Regions from separate parts of the Mus musculus genome. Here all the other regions are linked to region 1. A link is a contact called in public HiChIP or PLAC-seq data. All regions are on one chromosome and are shown on one strand. The core of a region is the stretch at or near the end of the contact, and the rest is flanking DNA. Distances in the headings are between cores, read along the strand shown. Region 1 holds the start of 4833428L15Rik (RIKEN cDNA 4833428L15 gene). Region 2 overlaps Dscaml1 (DS cell adhesion molecule like 1). Region 3 overlaps Dscaml1 (DS cell adhesion molecule like 1).

What was found. HiChIP or PLAC-seq counts read pairs in DNA pulled down with a chosen protein or histone mark.
Region 2: a contact with region 1 is called in an H3K4me3 HiChIP or PLAC-seq map of embryonic basal ganglia, with 4 times the contacts expected there. The contact joins the enhancer-like site here to the promoter of 4833428L15Rik in region 1. A contact is called at or near these places in 6 of 39 promoter capture datasets (the C10 cell line, cranial neural crest, epiblast stem cells and 3 more), 13 of 115 datasets of contacts at active chromatin or transcription factors (VIP interneurons, embryonic basal ganglia, embryonic forebrain and 6 more) and 2 of 9 other capture datasets (liver and pancreatic islet).
Region 3: an H3K4me3 HiChIP or PLAC-seq map of embryonic forebrain shows a contact between it and region 1, with 3 times the contacts expected there. The contact joins the enhancer-like site here to the promoter of 4833428L15Rik in region 1. A contact is called at or near these places in 5 of 39 promoter capture datasets (HPC-7-derived erythroid cells, hippocampal neurons, neural stem cells and 2 more), 6 of 484 Hi-C or Micro-C datasets (the AML12 cell line, cortical neurons, forebrain and 2 more), 10 of 115 datasets of contacts at active chromatin or transcription factors (SST interneurons, VIP interneurons, astrocytes and 7 more) and 3 of 9 other capture datasets (adipose tissue, embryonic stem cells and pancreatic islet).

The regions. Positions count from the first base shown.
Region 1 is chr9:45,429,903-45,432,699 of GRCm38.p6, forward strand. It overlaps 4833428L15Rik (RIKEN cDNA 4833428L15 gene), which reads right to left and starts at 1,330. Exons shown (of 5, transcript NR_040732.1): 1 at 1,243-1,330. Dscaml1 (DS cell adhesion molecule like 1) reads left to right here and starts at 451. Exons shown (of 33, transcript NM_001081270.2): 1 at 451-610. The coding sequence starts at 565.
Region 2 is chr9:45,624,790-45,627,586 of GRCm38.p6, forward strand. All of the region lies in intron 3 of Dscaml1 (DS cell adhesion molecule like 1), which reads left to right. Among named protein-coding and RNA genes, the nearest start is that of Gm22069, 8.6 kb to the right of the region's middle. Within about 2 kb of position 1,467, at least 16 of the 459 cell types and tissues checked have an H3K27ac peak or open chromatin away from gene starts, as enhancers often do. A contact at or near this core is called in embryonic basal ganglia and embryonic stem cells, where this site is marked.
Region 3 is chr9:45,560,459-45,563,255 of GRCm38.p6, forward strand. The region is part of intron 3 of Dscaml1 (DS cell adhesion molecule like 1); the gene reads left to right. Among named protein-coding and RNA genes, the nearest start is that of Gm22069, 73 kb to the right of the region's middle. Within about 2 kb of position 1,328, at least 16 of the 459 cell types and tissues checked have an H3K27ac peak or open chromatin away from gene starts, as enhancers often do. A contact at or near this core is called in embryonic forebrain and neural stem cells, where this site is marked.

The sequences.
Region 1 (2,797 bases), core at 80-2,579:
AAAGATTTTTAGCCCAGATGTTACTCAGAGCACCTATGCTCTCCCATTCGTGGAGGGAAACTGAGTCCAAAAGAAACAGCCAGCAATGGCTTTGAATGACCGGCCGGGCGAAAAACCCGTGTTCTTTTCCCCTTACATGGCAGACTCTTAGCACATGTATGACATATGCCTCTGTGCGACCATAGGCTCAAAAGCCTGCGAGTTACAGGGACCCCTCTCCTCTCTCGACCAGAGGAGCAGGATCGAGACTGTCTGGTCAGGGTCCCCACCTCTGTCCCCTAAGCTTGTGGGACTAAGTGACCCCAGGCTGGGGCTGGAGTAGCACTCACCACCCCGGGGTGTCGCGGGGGGCTGGGGCGGGGAAAGCGGCCGCCTAGCCCAGCCCCGTGGATGACAGGAGCCGGGGAGCCGAGGAGGGAGGAGCCGCCGCCGCGCGCTGGGCTGAGGAGCAGAGAGAGCGGGGCGCCGAGTGCGGGCGGCTGGGAGCGCGCTGAGCGGGGGAGAGGCGCTGCCGCACGGCCGGCCACAGGACCACCTCCCCGGAGAATAGGGCCTCTTTATGGCATGTGGCTGGTAACTTTCCTCCTGCTCCTGGACTCTTTACACAAAGGTGAGACCCGCGCTGCCGGCGGCTGGGCGGTGGAGGCGGCGGGGCTGGGATGCGCGCGGCTGGAGGCAAGGTGCGGTGCCCAGTGGGCTCCAGGTGCCCGAGTGCTGGACCCACTCGGGTGCATGGCGCTGGGTGGGCGCGAGAGCTGGGGCGGTTCCGAGAGAAGGGTCTGGTGAGAGTCAGCCTGGGACCGCTTGCCAGCCCCCCTGCGCCTGCCGTTTAGGGGCGCGCCCGTGGGGGGCGGTGGCAAAGGAACCCCTGGTTTTCCCATCGCAGCCCAGCTTTAGTTCTGCCCTGGCCCCCTCCCCCAGCCCCCAGCCCGCTCCCGCGGCTTGCTGGAGCTGGGACCCCGGGGTGCCCTGCGAGCCAGGTGGTCCTCGGACTGAGACTTCATCCGGGAGCCCTCGGTATTTGGGTCCTTGGACCTAGGGAAGATCACTCCTGCCGTAGCTTCGTGCGCCCCTCGACCGCCCTCGACCCCCGCCCTGGCGCAAATGCCGGCGCACCGCATGGCGCTTATCCGCGCCTGGCTGGGTGCAGGGCTGGGGAGCTAGGGGTCCCCAGGGGTGGGGGTTCCCTCGGACACCAAGTTTGTTCTTCAGACCCAAGAGTCGCCATCACCTATGTCTCACCCCTGTACCCCAGGCGCTGGCTCCGGCTTCTCTGCGTCTCCCTGACCACCTTAGGCAGCGCGCCCCAAGGTGCAAGACTCTCCGCTCCGGCGCTTGGCCTGCTGGACCTGGGGACAAGTGTTCAGACTGGGGGGCGTGTCCCTTTCCCGGGAGAGAAAAGGTTGCTAGGGGTGGGTCCAGGTGTCCGGCATGTCCAGACCTGCTCCCGGGGTTCCGTGCACCTGATCTGAGAGGCAGCCGGGACTGAGGGGTTGGCAAAAAGCAGGCATTTTCGATGGTTAGCAATCTGGGCACCAAATCGACACTTGGGCAGCGCGGGCAGTTGAGCTTCTAGGCTGTGGTAGAGGACGTGCCCCCGGGCGCGCAGATGGCAGGAGGGAGAGGAGGCGGCCGAACTCCGCGCCCTTGCGCTGTAGAGCACAGACGCTTCTCGGCTTTACCTGCTCAAGCCTCTAACTTTTCTCCTTCGCGCCCAGAGGGCAGCTTCTCCTTTCGCCCCCTTTGCATGGGTTGGCCTGGTCCAATAATAATTCTTGCCCCTCTAGGCAATGGAGAAGGACAGCCAAGAGCCCGGGGGAGGGGTCTAGTCCTCTGCTAATGCCTGGAGATGTACGGAGTTTGTAACCTGCCAGAGCCCAAAGCAATGCTCGGTAGATTAAAGGAGGAACCTAGCCCTTATTAGTGCTATGGCCGGGTCAGAGCCAGTCTGATGGCCTACTCAGAGCCAGTCTGATGGCCTAGTCCACTGGGATTCTGTCCAGAAGATACGGGTGCTGGGTAGCGGGTGGCCTCAAATGGTGAGCAAAGTAATGGACTTTCTCAGGCCAAGGGGGCCACCGGGTAACACACCAAGGCTAGACTTGCTTGCTTAACTCCTTGCCCCCCTGGACTCCTAATCTGACCTCTTCATCCCACCTGAGAGCAACAATCTTGCCTCCTGCTTCCAGTACACACCACACACACACACACACACACACACACACACACACACACACCACACACACCAATTTTCTTTCTTGGGGCTCTTCCTGCTTCCCTCCACCCTGGCAGGCTGGTTTGGCTCACAGCTTTAATTACGTTAATATTAAATATACATAAGGTGAGGAGCGGCTTTCTCTCTCCATAGCTCTCACTCCAACCCCCTTCCCTTTTCCATTTGTCAGGCAAGGAACACGGACCAGAGCTGTGGCCACACTCAGTTGCTTTGTCCCTAACCTTGCTCCCAGGAACAGCCCATTTCTCAGCCCTGCAGCCTCCTTCACAAATACCTGCAGGACTGCACCCACCCCCACCCAGGAGCGCTGCATTAATAAATGAAGCCCCAGTTATTTGATAGGGAAGGAGCAGATGGGGGTGGGGGTGGAGAAAGGCCCAGAAGGCCACAGGGCAACAGCTGGAGGGGCAGAGCCCTCTCCTACGCAGGCAGGAAGTTGCCACAACTAGGTCTTGTGGGTAGACAGGAGTTACCAGGTATGGCGGCCCTGGGTGGCCTTTGGGTCTGCAGATCCTTGGCTCCCTTGCCATTCAGAGCACCAGCATCTGTGCTGGGCGCCAG
Region 2 (2,797 bases), core at 217-2,716, 200 kb after region 1:
AACAAGGTGGCAGGGATCGTGAGTCATGCCCGTACAATGTCTAAAACATGCCTGACAGAGGGGCATGATGGAGGGGAAGGGGAAAGGCAGAGGCGGAGGCTCTGTGACAAAAAGCCCGATGAGGAAAGACGTACTGAGGCAGGAAGGAAGAGGAGGTGACAGTAGGACCCCAGGCCACGTAGCCCCCACAAAGTTCTGTGATGGGTTGTGGTTTTTAGGTGCTGGAAACCAGTTGATCTCTGAATGGCCCAGGTTAGAGCATTCATCTCCCTTCCTCAGTGTCCCCATCTAACATGAATGGGTATATTAATGCTAACAGCAATGTCCTTGCGGTTGCAAAGGAACATCCCAGGGTAGCATAAGGAAATACAAAGCAAAAGTAACCAACCCAGTAACCCGGCAAGACTAGTTCTTTTTTTTTTTTAAGGGTGTGTCGTGATCCAAACCAGGCTGACAAGCACACACACACACACACACACACACACACACACATTCTAGGGCAGGAAGTTTACTTAGATTTTATTCTAATGTAGGTGGTACCTGTGTTTCATCCCATTGGTGGGAGCTCTCACCATCTCACAGGACTGCCAAACTCATAATCAGCACAGCGGGGAAGGATGTGAGGGGGAGTCAAGAACCAGAAACATCCAGGGTTTGGGCAGACAGGCACAAATACAAGCATGTCACCAGAGGGGCAGGTTTGCAGGATATTGGCCATGGCATGCTAGATACCTTAGATGGGGGGGGGGGAGGGGTTCATGCATTGTCTCCTACTCACAGTGTTGAGAAGGTGAAACAAGATCCTGGCCTGGGAGTACGTTGAAAACCCTCCTCAAGAGTGCTGTGCATGGTTTTGCCCCATGTCATCAGTAGAGGAAAGTTCTGTAGTTCTGCCATGTATGTCTCAACCTTAATCATTTTAAAGTCCAAAAGAAAATACCGCACAGTCTCCCAGGACAGGACCAGGCTCCTGGTGGCTAGTGATCACCAGCTCTAGTTTCCTAGGCTAACACCCACTAGAACCTACTAAGGTAAGGAAGGGCCAAGGAACTCCTGGCCACAGACACACCTCAAGGACCAAATGTCACTGCACGATCAGGTTCAGTCAACCCTAGCATAGAGGACCCTGGTACAGGGACCTGGAGACTTTTCTTCTCCCTTACAATCCTGTACTCTCCGTTGTGACTTGGCATGCCCAAGGGTCCCCCTCACTGTCCATCCAAGCATGAGCAACTCCCTCTCCCTCCCCGTCTATTTGCCCAGGCATCTTTAGGCAGGACCACTTACTTAATTTATTTATATTTATGAAACCTCCAAGTAGGTCAGTGCACTCGCATGCACATCTTAATAATTATTGATATGATAGTAGGAGAAGAGTGGGAGGCGGGGGTCACGTGGGCTGGAGGAGCTGGCTCCTCCCTCTCTCTACCAGCTAAAGTCCTCAGGGACTCTGTATGAGGCCAGTGCTTTTGTTGGTATGCTAATTGCTGAGTCTGTAGCCAAGGCTGCCTTCAGTAGCTCCAGACTCAGCACTTCTCCCAAGAAAGGGAGCACGGCTTTGTGGTTTCAAACCACACTGCATGGCCCACTCCCATTGGACTTGTAAATGGATTTGGAGACCCAAATCAACACAACACAGCAGAAGCAGAAATCAAATTAGACACTGGATCTGAGAGAAAATGGGCTGTGATTCTCACCACAAAAGGAACATGGTGTCTCTCTGCACCTGCGTCCTGAGAACCCATCCCACCCCTGTATGGTACATCGATCACCTCATACTGGTTTCCAGACTTGAGCCCCATACATTGGGAGTTTCTTCCTCTGTGAGAATGTTGTGTGCTCCTTAAGGAAAACTGGAAGCTGGGGACCAAGTATGGGTCTCTAAGTCACATATAAGAAGTGAATCCCGTAAGGTTAGAAGGAGCTCTAAAAACAAAAGCAGCGTGGAATCAACATGAATAACGAACTAAGTGTGCCCACGCTGATACCTAATCAGAGCAAACCTGGGTGCTCTGGGGTCATTTTAAAAACTGGTGTCACACCTCAGCAATTGTGTGACTTCAAGATGGTTATCAGCCACACTTGACTCATGTGTAATATGGGAAGAATAGTAGTAGCTAACTCAGAAGTGTCTCCAGAATGCGGAGATAATATATGCACACACATTTTCTACTGTGTAGATCTAACCTGCGTTCAACTCAGTGCATTCTGCTTAAACACATTATATTGAGTGAAAGGAGTCAGTCTCAAAAGGCTACCTGCTGTATAATTGCATTTATATGATGGTCTAGAAAAAGCGAAATTGTACAGACAGAAAATAGATGGGTGGTTGCCAGAAGCCGGGGCTGCGGAGAAGACACGACAAAGGGACAGGAAGGGATCTGGCAGGTGATAGAATTGTGTCCTTTGATTGTGGTGGTGGTTACCCAGCTGTATACGTATGTCAGAACTCCCAGAACTGTTCACTGAAATGGACAAATTATACTTCAACAAATCTAACTCTCTCCAAGAAAAGAGACAACACATCTCTATAAGATCTGCCGTGCATGCTATTTACCTCGCAAGCAGGTGCTATCCGGCAGTGTATACACTGGTAGCTGTTTTGGGGAGCCCCTTCTGGTCTCAAAGGGCAGAGAGCTGGCAGGTTTCTGCAAAGGGGAAAAAGGCCTCCATCAGCTATAAACGTCCTCAGAGGAGGAGGTGTGGGGCTTGGTGACCTGTGCTGGTCCCTTCCAGCTGCTGATACTCAGCGCAGGTTTTCCGATCCCTTGGCACACCAAGTTGCCTTTGCGTGAGA
Region 3 (2,797 bases), core at 78-2,577, 130 kb after region 1:
CTACCGGCAACATGACTTTGGGCCAGTTTCCCAGTCTATTAGAGCTTCAGTCGCCCCATAGCAGTGGGTCATGAGGCTGGGCAAAAGGCTAAGATGCTAAAGCATTTGCCTTTTAAGCATGAGGACCTGAGTTCGATCCCCATAGCTCATGTAAAGAAGAAAATGGGCAGAGAAAATGTTCTTGGGTCAATGCTGTGTGATTGTGGTCCCAGTTCCAGGGAGGTGGAGAAGGGTAGATCTCTGGGGCTTGCTGGCCAGACAGATTAGTCTAACTGGCAAATTTCAGGCCAGTGAGAGAAATTCTATCTCAGCAAAAAAGTGTAAAGAATACATGAGGACCAACAGCAAAGGCGCCTTTCCTGGCACCTACACACACTTGAATACACATACATACCCATGCACATGCACACACACAGAGTATCTTTATCATTAAGAATAAGAAAGAGAGATACCCCCTCTCCATAGCTTGAGCATGGAGGGACAAACTGCAGACTCTGATGAACCCATAACATATGCTTCAAAGACTTGAGACTTAGGTGGAATACCACTCCTAGGAGTGCTTCAAAGTGTGTCTAAAAGGAGCCTTGCTTCCATCCTTCACCAGAAAGCCAGATGGTTGTAGACGCAAGGCTTTGTTTTCAATGAGCAGGCAGCTCACGGTGGAAAGGCATTGTTCGCAAGCAGTCAGCTCACAGGGCCTCAGGGCCAGCTGGCATCCTGAGAGAAAGCCCAGCTCAACATTGTAAGGTGACACTGGCAAGCAGCCTTGGCCTGCACCCATCCTGGACTACTACATTCACGTAGTCAATGACTCGTTGACATGGGTGGAGCAGGACATCCTTGCCCAGCTGGCCAAAAAAAAGAGGCTAATGTGTCCACGAAACAGCACCCAGCACACTGCTGCCCATTGTCTCTGAATCTAAGAGTTCAAATGTGACCCTCAAGGACAGTGTCTCCCTTTGTCATCCTGCACTGTCTCTGTGTGTCCTACCAGCTTTCAAAAAGGAGATATGGACCACTGAGAGTTGCAAATAGAGTCTGAAAAGTAGGTCCCTGTATATGTAACAGGATGGGACTGTTTTGTTAATGACCTAGGATTAGTGGGTCTCTGACACGGAACATTAAATTCAACTTCGAGCTTTTTGGCAGCAAAGGCAAAATGGAAATATGACTATTACTTGGGTGTCTGACAGAAGGACTTGTGGCAGGAGAGACATGCTTTTCCCTGGTACTAAATTTTAAAGCAAGCCACATTCGTTTACTGGCAAGGGAGGTGACCCCAGTGGCAGCGGCTTTGTTTCTGTCTCCTTTTCTTACTTGGCCATCTGTCCTGCTGTTCAGGAGCCCGTAGACTGGGGGAGGTCTTTCCTGTCTGGTCACTAGCCTGACTCTTCCATCAGAGGCCCACTGGATTCTAATGTGCTTGAAGTACAAGGGAAGTCACACCCTTTTTTGAAGTCCCAAGAGTTTTCTGAGAAGGAAAGCAAATTAGTCTGGGAGAAGGATGGTTAGGAACACAGCAGAAACACTGGTGAAGCTCTGGGGATGGTTGGGCCTGGTGAGGGTGAACAGGCCGGTTGATGTGCATGTGTCTGTAATGAGCACCATACCCTGTACTGGGTGCTTGCTTGGTGCAGATGGCTTTTCCAGCTCCAGCCGCTGGTATGATGATCTCACACCAGAATTTGACACATCACCCTAGCCTTTTTAAATGTCCTCTTTTAGCACTGGGCGCGTGCCCTCTATGTCTATAACTAGCCAATGACTAGACCCATTGTCTAATGAGCTCCTGATTCTTAGGGAACCCTGGGAGATCAGAGGACCTCAGGTGGTACATGATCCCTCATGCACTAGGCTGGATGTGGTCTGAACATTGCTCTTGTGTATTTTCATGGACTCTTTGTGGCAAATTACCACACAGAATCCAGGGTCTGGGTTCAAAACTCTGCTTAACTTAGTTTTGTGTCCCAGGGAAGTTTTCTTAATTTTTCTAAGCTTCATTTTTTTTTAATTTCTAAAGGAAAATATGAGCCAGGTATAGTAGATGTGCCTGTAATTCTAGCACTTGAGAGTGAGGCGGAGGCAGGAGGATTGCTGCGAGTTTGAGGCTAGCTAGGACACAAAGTGAGAGTCTGTCTCAAAAGAAATCAGGAAATAAGGGAAGGAAAGAGGAAAGAAAAGAGAAAGAAAAGAAGAAAGGAAGGGAGGGAGGGAGGAAGGAAGGAAGGAAGGAAGGAAGGAAGGAAGGAAGGAAGGAAGGAAGGAAATCAAGAGTAAAAATTTGCATAACGAGATAAATCTAAAGGGAGTTAGATGAATGTTGTCCAGTCATCTTTGGCACTTCTATATGAATATTAGGTAAGCTACTCTTAGCACCACGCCCAGCCTCAGACTCTCTCAATGGTGGAAGTATTTTAGCCCCGTTTTTACAGTTGATAGTATTAGGGTTCAGAACTAAGTTTGTTGTCAAAGGTAACGTCATGGTTACATGGAGGGACCGGATTTAATCTGATTCCACCTTACTACAGACCCTGTGCCCTGTTTAGCACATATTATTCCCAGCGTGAAAGTTGAGGTTCCGCCCTTCCCAACAGTCACTCTGCACACTCTCAGCTCAGCGACTGTAGCATAGATTCAGACTCTGTCTCGATGGGACGAGTCGAGGCTAAGCCAACTTCAGCATCTATGACTAAAAGACCCCGGGGCTGTGCTATGACCAAGTTCTTCCTATACCCAAGTTTGCCTCCCAACCTCACCTCTGCAGAACGTGCCTCTCTCCCCACCACTTCCACATTAA